2 separate regions of the Ovis aries genome follow, and region 1 is linked to region 2. The links are chromatin contacts, called in public Hi-C maps. All regions are on one chromosome and are shown on one strand. The core of a region is the stretch at or near the end of the contact, and the rest is flanking DNA. Distances in the headings are between cores, read along the strand shown. Region 1 holds the start of OLFML3 (olfactomedin like 3). Region 2 holds the start of RSBN1 (round spermatid basic protein 1).

Evidence for each region. Hi-C and Micro-C count contacts between places; a contact is called where the count stands out from the background.
Region 1: a contact with region 2 is called in a Hi-C map of skin fibroblasts, with 2.4 times the contacts expected there. The contact joins the promoter of OLFML3 here to the promoter of RSBN1 in region 2. A contact is called at or near these places in 4 of 16 Hi-C or Micro-C datasets (blood, hypothalamus, skin fibroblasts and 1 more).

Annotation. Positions count from the first base shown.
Region 1 is chr1:91,303,605-91,307,990 of ARS-UI_Ramb_v3.0, forward strand. It overlaps OLFML3 (olfactomedin like 3), which reads left to right and starts at 2,373. Exons shown (of 3, transcript XM_004002351.5): 1 at 2,373-2,564; 2 at 3,499-3,784; 3 at 4,090-4,386. The coding sequence starts at 2,451. It overlaps HIPK1 (homeodomain interacting protein kinase 1), which reads left to right. Exons shown (of 16, transcript XM_042252866.1): 16 at 1-763.
Region 2 is chr1:91,121,584-91,125,869 of ARS-UI_Ramb_v3.0, forward strand. It overlaps RSBN1 (round spermatid basic protein 1), which reads right to left and starts at 1,415. Exons shown (of 7, transcript XM_012178899.5): 1 at 647-1,415. The coding sequence starts at 1,352. PTPN22 (protein tyrosine phosphatase non-receptor type 22) reads right to left here. Exons shown (of 21, transcript XM_012178891.4): 21 at 2,154-3,603. The coding sequence ends at 3,539. It also overlaps the pseudogene LOC132659461.

The DNA.
Region 1 (4,386 bases), core at 1,123-3,622, 180 kb after region 2:
GGAATGAGAACACCATTTAAACAGTTCTGGCCGCCCATCGTCCTCCACTGGAGGGGCTAGCTTGACTGCCCTTAGCCAGGCAAGTGCAGTAATGTGTGTTTTATTCAGCGTTATTACGCAGCAACCCACTGGTTAGGATGGTTTGTTTTAGGACAGGAAATGAATTGCCTCTCAGTGACAGGAATGACCCAAGCCTGCTTCCTATTTCGATTTTGTTTTAAACTGATGGATGGTGCAGCATGTCTACATGGTTGTTTGTTGCTAAACTTTATATAATGTGTGGTTTTGATTCAGCTTGAAAAATAATCTCACTACATGTAGCAGTACATTTTATGTACATTATATGTAACGTTAGTATTTCTGCTTTGAATCCTTGAAATTGCAATGGAATTCCAACTTTATTAAATGTATTTGATATGCTAGTTATTGTGTGCGATTTAAACTTTTTTTGCTTTCTCCCTTTTCTGGTTGTGCGCTTCCTTTTACAACAAGCCTCTAGAAACAGTTTCTGAGAATTACTGAGCTATGTTTGTAACGCAGATGTACTTAGGGAGTATGTAAAATAATCATTTTAACAAAAATAGATATTTAAAATTTAATACTAACTACGGGAAAAGGGTCCATTGTGTAAAACATAGTTTATCTTTGGATTCAATGTTTGTCTTTGGTTTTACAAAGTAGCTTGTATTTTCAGTATTTTCTACATAATATGGTAAAATGTAGAGCAATTGCAATGCATCAATAAAATGGGTAAATTTTCTGATTCATGTGACTGGTTTTGACTTGTGTTACAAGGGTGCAAAGAGGATCAACAATGGTATCTTTGGAGTGGCTGAATACGTTGCATCTGCAGACTGGTAGAATGTTAGAGACAAGTTCCTTCTTCATACAAATCTCCACAGCAGAAATGACTAGGGCCTGACAGGGGACACTTCCCCAGAATGGAGTGTCCAGGGCCCTAACTTAAGAGCATCTGGATCTAGCCCTTTGGAAAAGGCAGAAACTTCTGACACTCATTAATGAAACTGCTTCCTAGCATGTTCCACCAAACATTTAAAGTACCAAAATGAAAATAAGAATAACCACAAGATGATGCTATTTTCCCATCCTTTCAAGCTGTACTGTTAGAAGACTAGTTTTTGTTTTTTAGAGGAGAATTTCTGATCAGATTTCTCATGATTAAAATGAATAAAATTTCTCCTGATTTGTCTAGATTCATCACCGTGGGTCTCTGAATACATGCTATGTTCATTTGACTTCTTTTGATATATGGGTTTCAAGACAAGTCTATCTTAACAGTGGCCATTAATTCATTTGGGGCTCCCTGCAGTCATAGTTGGAATACAGAAATGAGAAAACAGAAACGCCCTTTGGAGCCATAACCAAGAGAAGTTATCAATAGTCTGTTCTCTCCCATTACTAGGGAAGTCAGAGTACATTTATTTACAAATATATATTTTTCAGATTTTTCCCCCTAAATGAGTGTAAAATTATTGTGAACTCACTGAACACTCCGTAGTTTTGGTAAGATAATATTCTAGGAGCTTTCAGGCAAAAGGGAATATAGAATGACTCTGCTGTCAGGCTGTCTTCCAGATAATCAAGAATTAATTTACTAATTTTTCAGTGACCTGTTTTGGGTTTTTTTGTTTCTTTAGTTATAATCTCAGTTACATTGTCTTTCTTAGGCTATATCAAAGAGAGGCTCCTTAGGTAATTGGATAGTCCGTGGGGAAAGGTGCATTTTAATCATGAAAACCCTTGTAAATTCAGTCTACTTGGCTTGCCTTGTGGAAAATTTTCCACTGGAGGTGAAGTCTAAGCCTTGGTTTTCCTGTTAATTCTGAGATGACACCGGGTGCTTAGCACAAGGTGGCGCCAGTGAGCTGTAGAGGAAGGTTCTACAGCCTTGAGCACTATGGCCCTTTTTCCCACCTCTTCCCCTCAGACCTCATCTCCCCTGCTTCCAGCTTCCACCAAAGGCAGAAAACAATCCATGCTATTATTGCTGGGAAAGGAAGGGTAAATGAAGAATGTTTCTGAAGTCAGCGTCGGAAGCATTCTAAAGCAGAAATAAGTTTGCTGAGTTTTCTCTGAGGTTTCTGCCTCCCCCTGCTAGCTCCTTTTCCTGGATGACTGCCCAGAAGGCCTTTGCCCTAGGGTTTCCAGTCCCCTCTCCTCTCCTGGGGAGCCTGCAGCCTAGGCAGGAAGTGGTTAAAGCTTCTGGCTGCTCTGCAATAGGGCCATCTGTGTTTGATCAGTCTAGGCGGAAAGGAGGGGGCAGGGGCCTTAAAGAGACTGAAAGCATTCCAGAGTAGTGAGAGAGACCAGAGATGGAGAAGGAGAGAAGGCACCGCCCCCACCCCGCCTCCAAAGCTAACCCTCCGGCTTGAGTGGAAGAGGCCAACCGCACACACGACTACACACTCTGGCCCTACTATTCCACTGCCATGGGGCCCCGCACTCCGCTGCTGATCTTGTTCCTTTTGTCATGGTTGGGACCCCTTCAAGGACAGCAGCACCACCTTGTGGAATACATGGAACGCCGATTAGCTGCCTTAGAGGTAAGTGACTCTTCTGGCCCAGCCCGGAAGGATTCCATATCTTCTAAGTTGATTCATCCAGTTTGTCAGGGACCTGGGGATGGATGACAAATTAGGCTCTGTTAGTACCTACAGAAAACTCCATCTTTTAATAAGAGGATTCTCAGAATTGCAAGTCTTCCTCTTTCCCCACATCCATAGAATGCAGTGCATGTGTGCTCAGACTTGTCCGACTCTTGAGACCCCATGAACTGTAGCCCACCAGGCTCCTCTGTCCATGGGCTTCTTAAGGCAGGAATACTGGAGTGGGTTGCCATTTCCTCCTCCAGGGGATCTTCCAGACCCAGGGATTGAACCCCAGTCTTCTGCATCTCCTGCATTGCAGGCGAATTCTTTACCACTGAGCCACCAGGGAAGCCAGCATTCATAGTGCAGTTCTAAAGCAAATAGACCGCTGTGTTTCACCCCTGGGGTTAAATGGGATAAGGGAACAGAGTGGAAGTGAGAGCTAGAACTGCAAGGATTTATCCATCTCAAGAGGAGCTGACGGTTCTATTAAAAGTTGGAAGTCCTCAGAGAATCTGCACCTTTCTATTTAATGGCTTGGAGCCTGTAGCATCCTAATTCCTAAGAGGGGGATAGCATAATGGAGCAGAGATCCCTTCTCACCCTCATGCACTTAGACTGCCCTAGAGGCTCAGATGATTCGGTGGCACTGCTCACAGAGAGCAGGCCAGAGGATGCAAAGTCAGGATAGGGGCCTGTGTGGGTCTTAGCCCGGCTCTTTGCACATTGAGCATCTTGAACATTTTGTTTCCTTTCTGTGGGGATTGCGGGGAATGCTGATGCCTGGCTGAGTTTGTGCCTTTTTCCATTCCCGACTCCCTGCTCGGGCCTCTTCCTGCCTGGGAGTTGTGACCCTGCAGCCCTCCTTCCTGCTGCCCCATCCCTTCAGGAACGGCTGGCCCAGTGCCAGGACCAGAGTAGTCGGCATGCTGCTGAGCTACGGGACTTCAAGAACAAGATGCTGCCGCTGTTGGAGGTGGCTGAGAAGGAACGGGAGGCGCTCAGAACCGAAGCTGACACCATCTCCGGGAGAGTAGACCGTCTGGAGCGGGAGGTGGACTATCTGGAGACCCAGAATCCAGCCCTGCCATGTGTAGAGGTTGATGAGAAGGTGACCGGAGGCCCTGGAACCAAAGGCAAGGGCAGAAGAAATGAGAAGTATGATATGATAACAGGTAAGCAATCTGAAACAGACCCCTGTGTTCTGCCTTGAGTCTTTCCCTTTTTCCTCCTTATCCCAGTCTATTTGGCTCTATCTTCTGGAGTCTCTTTTAGGGAAATCTCTGTAATATCAGGTTCATTACGGAGAGTTTCTGGGGACCCAGGCCTCTGGTGCCCTTTCTCCCAATCTTCCATAGAGTAGAGGCATCCACTGGGCAAATGCCCGCTCTTGTCCAAACTGCCCATCCAGGGAGGTTCCTGCAGTGAGCATCTAACTCTTGCCTGTATTTCCTTGTTCTGTGTTCTCCTTTCCCATGAGACTGTGGCTACACGATCTCTCAGGTGAGATCAATGAAGATCCTGAAGCGGTTTGGTGGCCCAGCCGGTCTATGGACAAAGGATCCACTGGGCCCAGCAGAGAAGATCTACGTGCTAGATGGCACCCAGAATGACACAGCCTTTGTCTTCCCAAGACTGCGTGACTTCACCCTTACCATGGCCGCCCGGAAGGCTTCCCGGGTCCGGGTGCCCTTCCCCTGGGTAGGCACGGGCCAGCTGGTATATGGTGGCTTTCTGTATTATGCCCGGAGGCCCCCCGGAGGGCCTGGAGGGGGCG
Region 2 (4,286 bases), core at 165-2,664:
CTCTACTATCGCCTACTGAACATTTCCACTTTTCAGAGGCTCGGCTGGTACTATTTTCAAGGATCAAAGAGGAGAGAAAACCCTTTCCTGAAAATTAAAAATGATTTTTACCTCCACATTAAAAAGAAAACACACACAAGATAAACTGTGTTTGATATCTCATCTTTCAGAAGCTAAGGCAACCTGTGAGTCGAGCTAATTAATCTCGGTAAAAATTCAAACTCCTTAATAGCCCCAAACCATACTCGTTAATTTTGTGGAGCTTTCCATCAAGGAAAACGGGGGGGGGGGTGTTTTAGCGACAAGCCTTTACTTCAGACAGTTTTTAATACCCCACATACTATCCCATGCCAAGGATCGCGCGGCGCGGAAACCCTGACGATTTTGAAAACAAACGTAAAGGCTCCGGGAGGGGGGAATGGTAAGGGGGTTAGTAACTGACAGCTCGGCCTCGAAGCAAGAAGCTTCAAGTAGGTCAGACCGTGTCGACGGACGGAAATCCAGGGTCCACCCCAGTGGGCTTAGGGGAGTAGAGCAGCAGGAGGTAAGCGGAGGGCAGGCGTCTTTCAGGATTAAAGGGGCGGGATATCGAAACAGAGAGAGACCCAGATAGAGCCCGAGCTCGGGGCAGTTCGGCTGCTCTCACCTCTCTTGGGGGCCTTGAGGAGAGGCACCCCTCCTGTCCTCTCGCCGTTTTCCTGCTTGTCCTTGTGCTTGAGCTCTCCGGGAGCGCAGGGGCCGGGGTCACCATCAGAGCCGCGGTGGTGATGGTGCTTGTGCCGCTCCTTGTGGCCCTTATGCTTGGGCCCGGCTGCGCTCACCGTCAGGGGCGAGAAGGTGAAGAGGGCCGAGGTGCCCGGGGCCGGGAGCGGGGCAGCGACAGCGGGTCCGGCGGGTGCCAGCGAAGGTGGCGGCGGAGGCGGCAGGAGCAGAGGCTCAACAGGGCCTGGGACGGTTGGGGCTGCATTCGTTGGCGGCAGCGGCCCGGGATGTTGGCGGCTGCGACGCCGCCGGTGAGGGGGAGCGAGAGGGGGGTCCTGGCTCGGCCGCCCTCTCTTCTCCTGAGACCCCCCGCTGCTCGCTCGGCGCTGCCGCTTAACTCCCCGCGGCGAGACCCCAGCGTGGGGTTTCTCCTTCCCGTCTTTGTCCGCCTCCTCCTGCGCCGCCACCGCCCGTACTACGCGCACCGCTCCGACCTGCGCAGCCATTTCACCCACAAACACACATTTAAATGGCCCGACCGCCCCCCCGTCCGCGTATCGCGCAAGCGCCGCCCGCGCACGGCCCGCTGGGCATTGGAGTCTCTCCCCCACCCTCCACTTCTCGGCCATTCTTCGTCCAGAGCTGAACATGCCGGAAGCGGCACTTCCCGGCGCTTCTCCGCAGGCCCCTCCGACCGAGCTCTGTTGTAAAGTACCCAAGGCCGCGCAGAGCCTCACGGGAGCGGTAGTTCCCCGCGCCCCCGCCGCGTAGCTGGCTCGTCGAGCCGAGGAGCCGAAAGAGAGCGTGCGCCGAGTCACGCTTCGGGCTGCGACGCAACCGCCGCTGGGCGGAGAGTTGCCGCCAACCGCCTTAACGGCCGAAACAATGTTAATAGCTTTCGAAGTCTGTAGGCGCGTTCCCATTATCGTCTCCGTGTGCCCCTTCGTCATTTTACACGGAGTGGGTGGTCTCCATAGTTACTTTTCAGTTTGCTATTCCTCTCATAACCTTTGTGAGGTAAAAGAATCTCCGGCCTTCTACAACCCTGGACAAGCGATGAGATGCAGAGGAAAAGGGAACGTAGTAACATAGCAAATGAGGGCGATTTTGCTTTAAGATAGAATGGAGCTGCAAATCAGACATTTCTGAACCTCTTCCTGGGCAGTAATTGCTATGGTTACAAGCACAGGCGCGACGAGGCAGGTGCAAGAATTGCCTGGGAGCCTGCTGAGCGCCGCCCACCTCTCCATCGAGTCACAGCCCCTCTAGTGCCTGGAAAGGTAGAGTCTATCTATTATTTAAATCCGTTCCTGCAGTTGCGAAAAAATCCTAGATGGAAAAGTATGTTTTGAAATTTCTTAAGATTTTTTCAAATCGTAAATATACGGCTGCATAAATTTGAGAAGTGTGTCTACCATAGCGCGCTCCAGAAATCATCACTACTCACCAAGTTTTCTGCCCGGAAGTTTATTTACAATTTGATCGGAAATTTATTTACAATTTGATCGTCACGTTACAATTTTACCGCCTTGATAAAGATATTTGGAAGTAATTGATTACAATAAACTACTCAAGATAAAATCACTGTGGTTTGATACCACTAGTATGAAGTATTCAGCTCAGTGAACACTATAAAGTTAGTTTAAAAGCCAGAAAGTTTATTGAGCACCTCTTGTATACAGTACACTATACAATAAAAAGGTAATATTTCATCTAATGTGTGTCTTCATTGGGATTCCTAATGAACAATATTGAAGAACAAATGACTATGTATTTCATTTTCGTAAAGCTATAAACTTTTTAAGTGAAATCATTATTAGTCAAGGGGGAATCCTTTGTAACAATCACCCACTAACTTGTTTGTTATATACAATTAGATTTGAAAGATCAACTTTCTTAAGGCAAATCCATATTAATATAGAGAAAATTTTAACTAGTAGTACCTCTGGTTAGTTGGATATAAGTTGCACATGTTTTACAGGACCTTTGAAATGAAAACATGCTACTGTATAAACAAAGCATGTTTATACAGCTGCTTTTTGTTCTGTTTTGTCTTTATTTTTGATTGAAGGATAATTGCTTTACAGTATTGTGTTTGTTTCTTCCTTACATCAACATGAATCAGCCATAGGTAAGCAGGGTCACTTCCCTCTTGAACCTCCCTCCCACTTCCCACCCTGCTATTTTGTTGATTTTTCTGCTGTTTTTCTAGATTTGGTAATTGAACAGCTTTGGCTAAAGCTTTTCAGGAATTGAACATCTTATTATTTGGTATATCCAAACAAAAGACTGATTACTGTCATTAAGTATATATTTTATTCTCTTTAGGTGTAACTTCTTTTCTCACTACTTTGTTTCCCACAACACTTGGAAAAAGATGTGTACTGCATTTAGGCAGAAGTAACTCCCAAGAATTAATCGTTTTCACAAGCAGTAATTTTGTACTGCAACCACAAGGTAAGATTTTTTAAAACACTTTTTATAGTAACTTCTCAAATTTTTACAAATCTTTTAAGTTTATATTTAGGTAGAAAGGTAAAGTAGAATAAAGATAACTTCTAAAAAGGAAAAATAAGTCCATTCTAAAACTTTCTCATACAGCATTCTCTGTACATAAGTTTAAATGACAAACTCCTGTTTGTGCTTTCCAACCCAATGTAAATGAGATGAAATGTAGAACTTCTGACATTTATTTGCATATGGGTCTTCTTTTAAAGCTGTTAACATTATTACCATATCTTCATGGTTGATATTACGAATATACACTTATTTTAGCTAGCAGTATTCTATTAGTTTTATTTGCAGATTCACTTGCAGGCAATATTCCAAAGCTGTTTTAAATTTTCCAAGTTGATGGTGGTTTCCTTGGTCCTTTGGGTTTTGAAAAACGATTTGCAAAACCTGGGAACAAAAATAAAACTGAATGAAAAAAGATCTCTTATATAGAAATGAACACTTTTTCTTTTGAATGTATTGATATATGTGGAAATATAAGGAATTTTTTTTCCCTAAAAGGTTAGCATCTTTGATCAATTTAGTAATGGATTATAAAAGCATTCTAGTAATTACATTAGTGCTTAAATGATGACAGTAGAATTCTAATAGCACCTTACATTTGTGGAACACTTAAAAATTTAATAATGGTAATAATTAGATGGTTATAATAGCCTTTAGTGATCAATATTTTTTCTCCAGTATTGAGATAATCTTGACATATGTGTGTTTACTTGTGACATATGTACATTTAAGGTATATGATTTGATACACATAAATGTTGTGAAATGATTAGCTCATTAAGTTTGACACCTCCATCCCCTCACATCATCACCATCTTGTTTGTTTAATGAGTTTTTAAGATTTTTCTCTTTGATTTAAGATTTTTAACAGCTTTCAAATATATAATACAGCACTGCCTGCAATGCAGGAGACCCATGTTTGATCCCTGGGTCGGGAAGATCCCCTGGAGAAAGGAATGGCATCATCTCTAGATTACTTATAATACCTTATATAATGTAAATGCTGTATAAATAGTTGCTGGTATATGACAATAAGACAATTGATGGAGGGCTTCCCTGGTGGCTCAG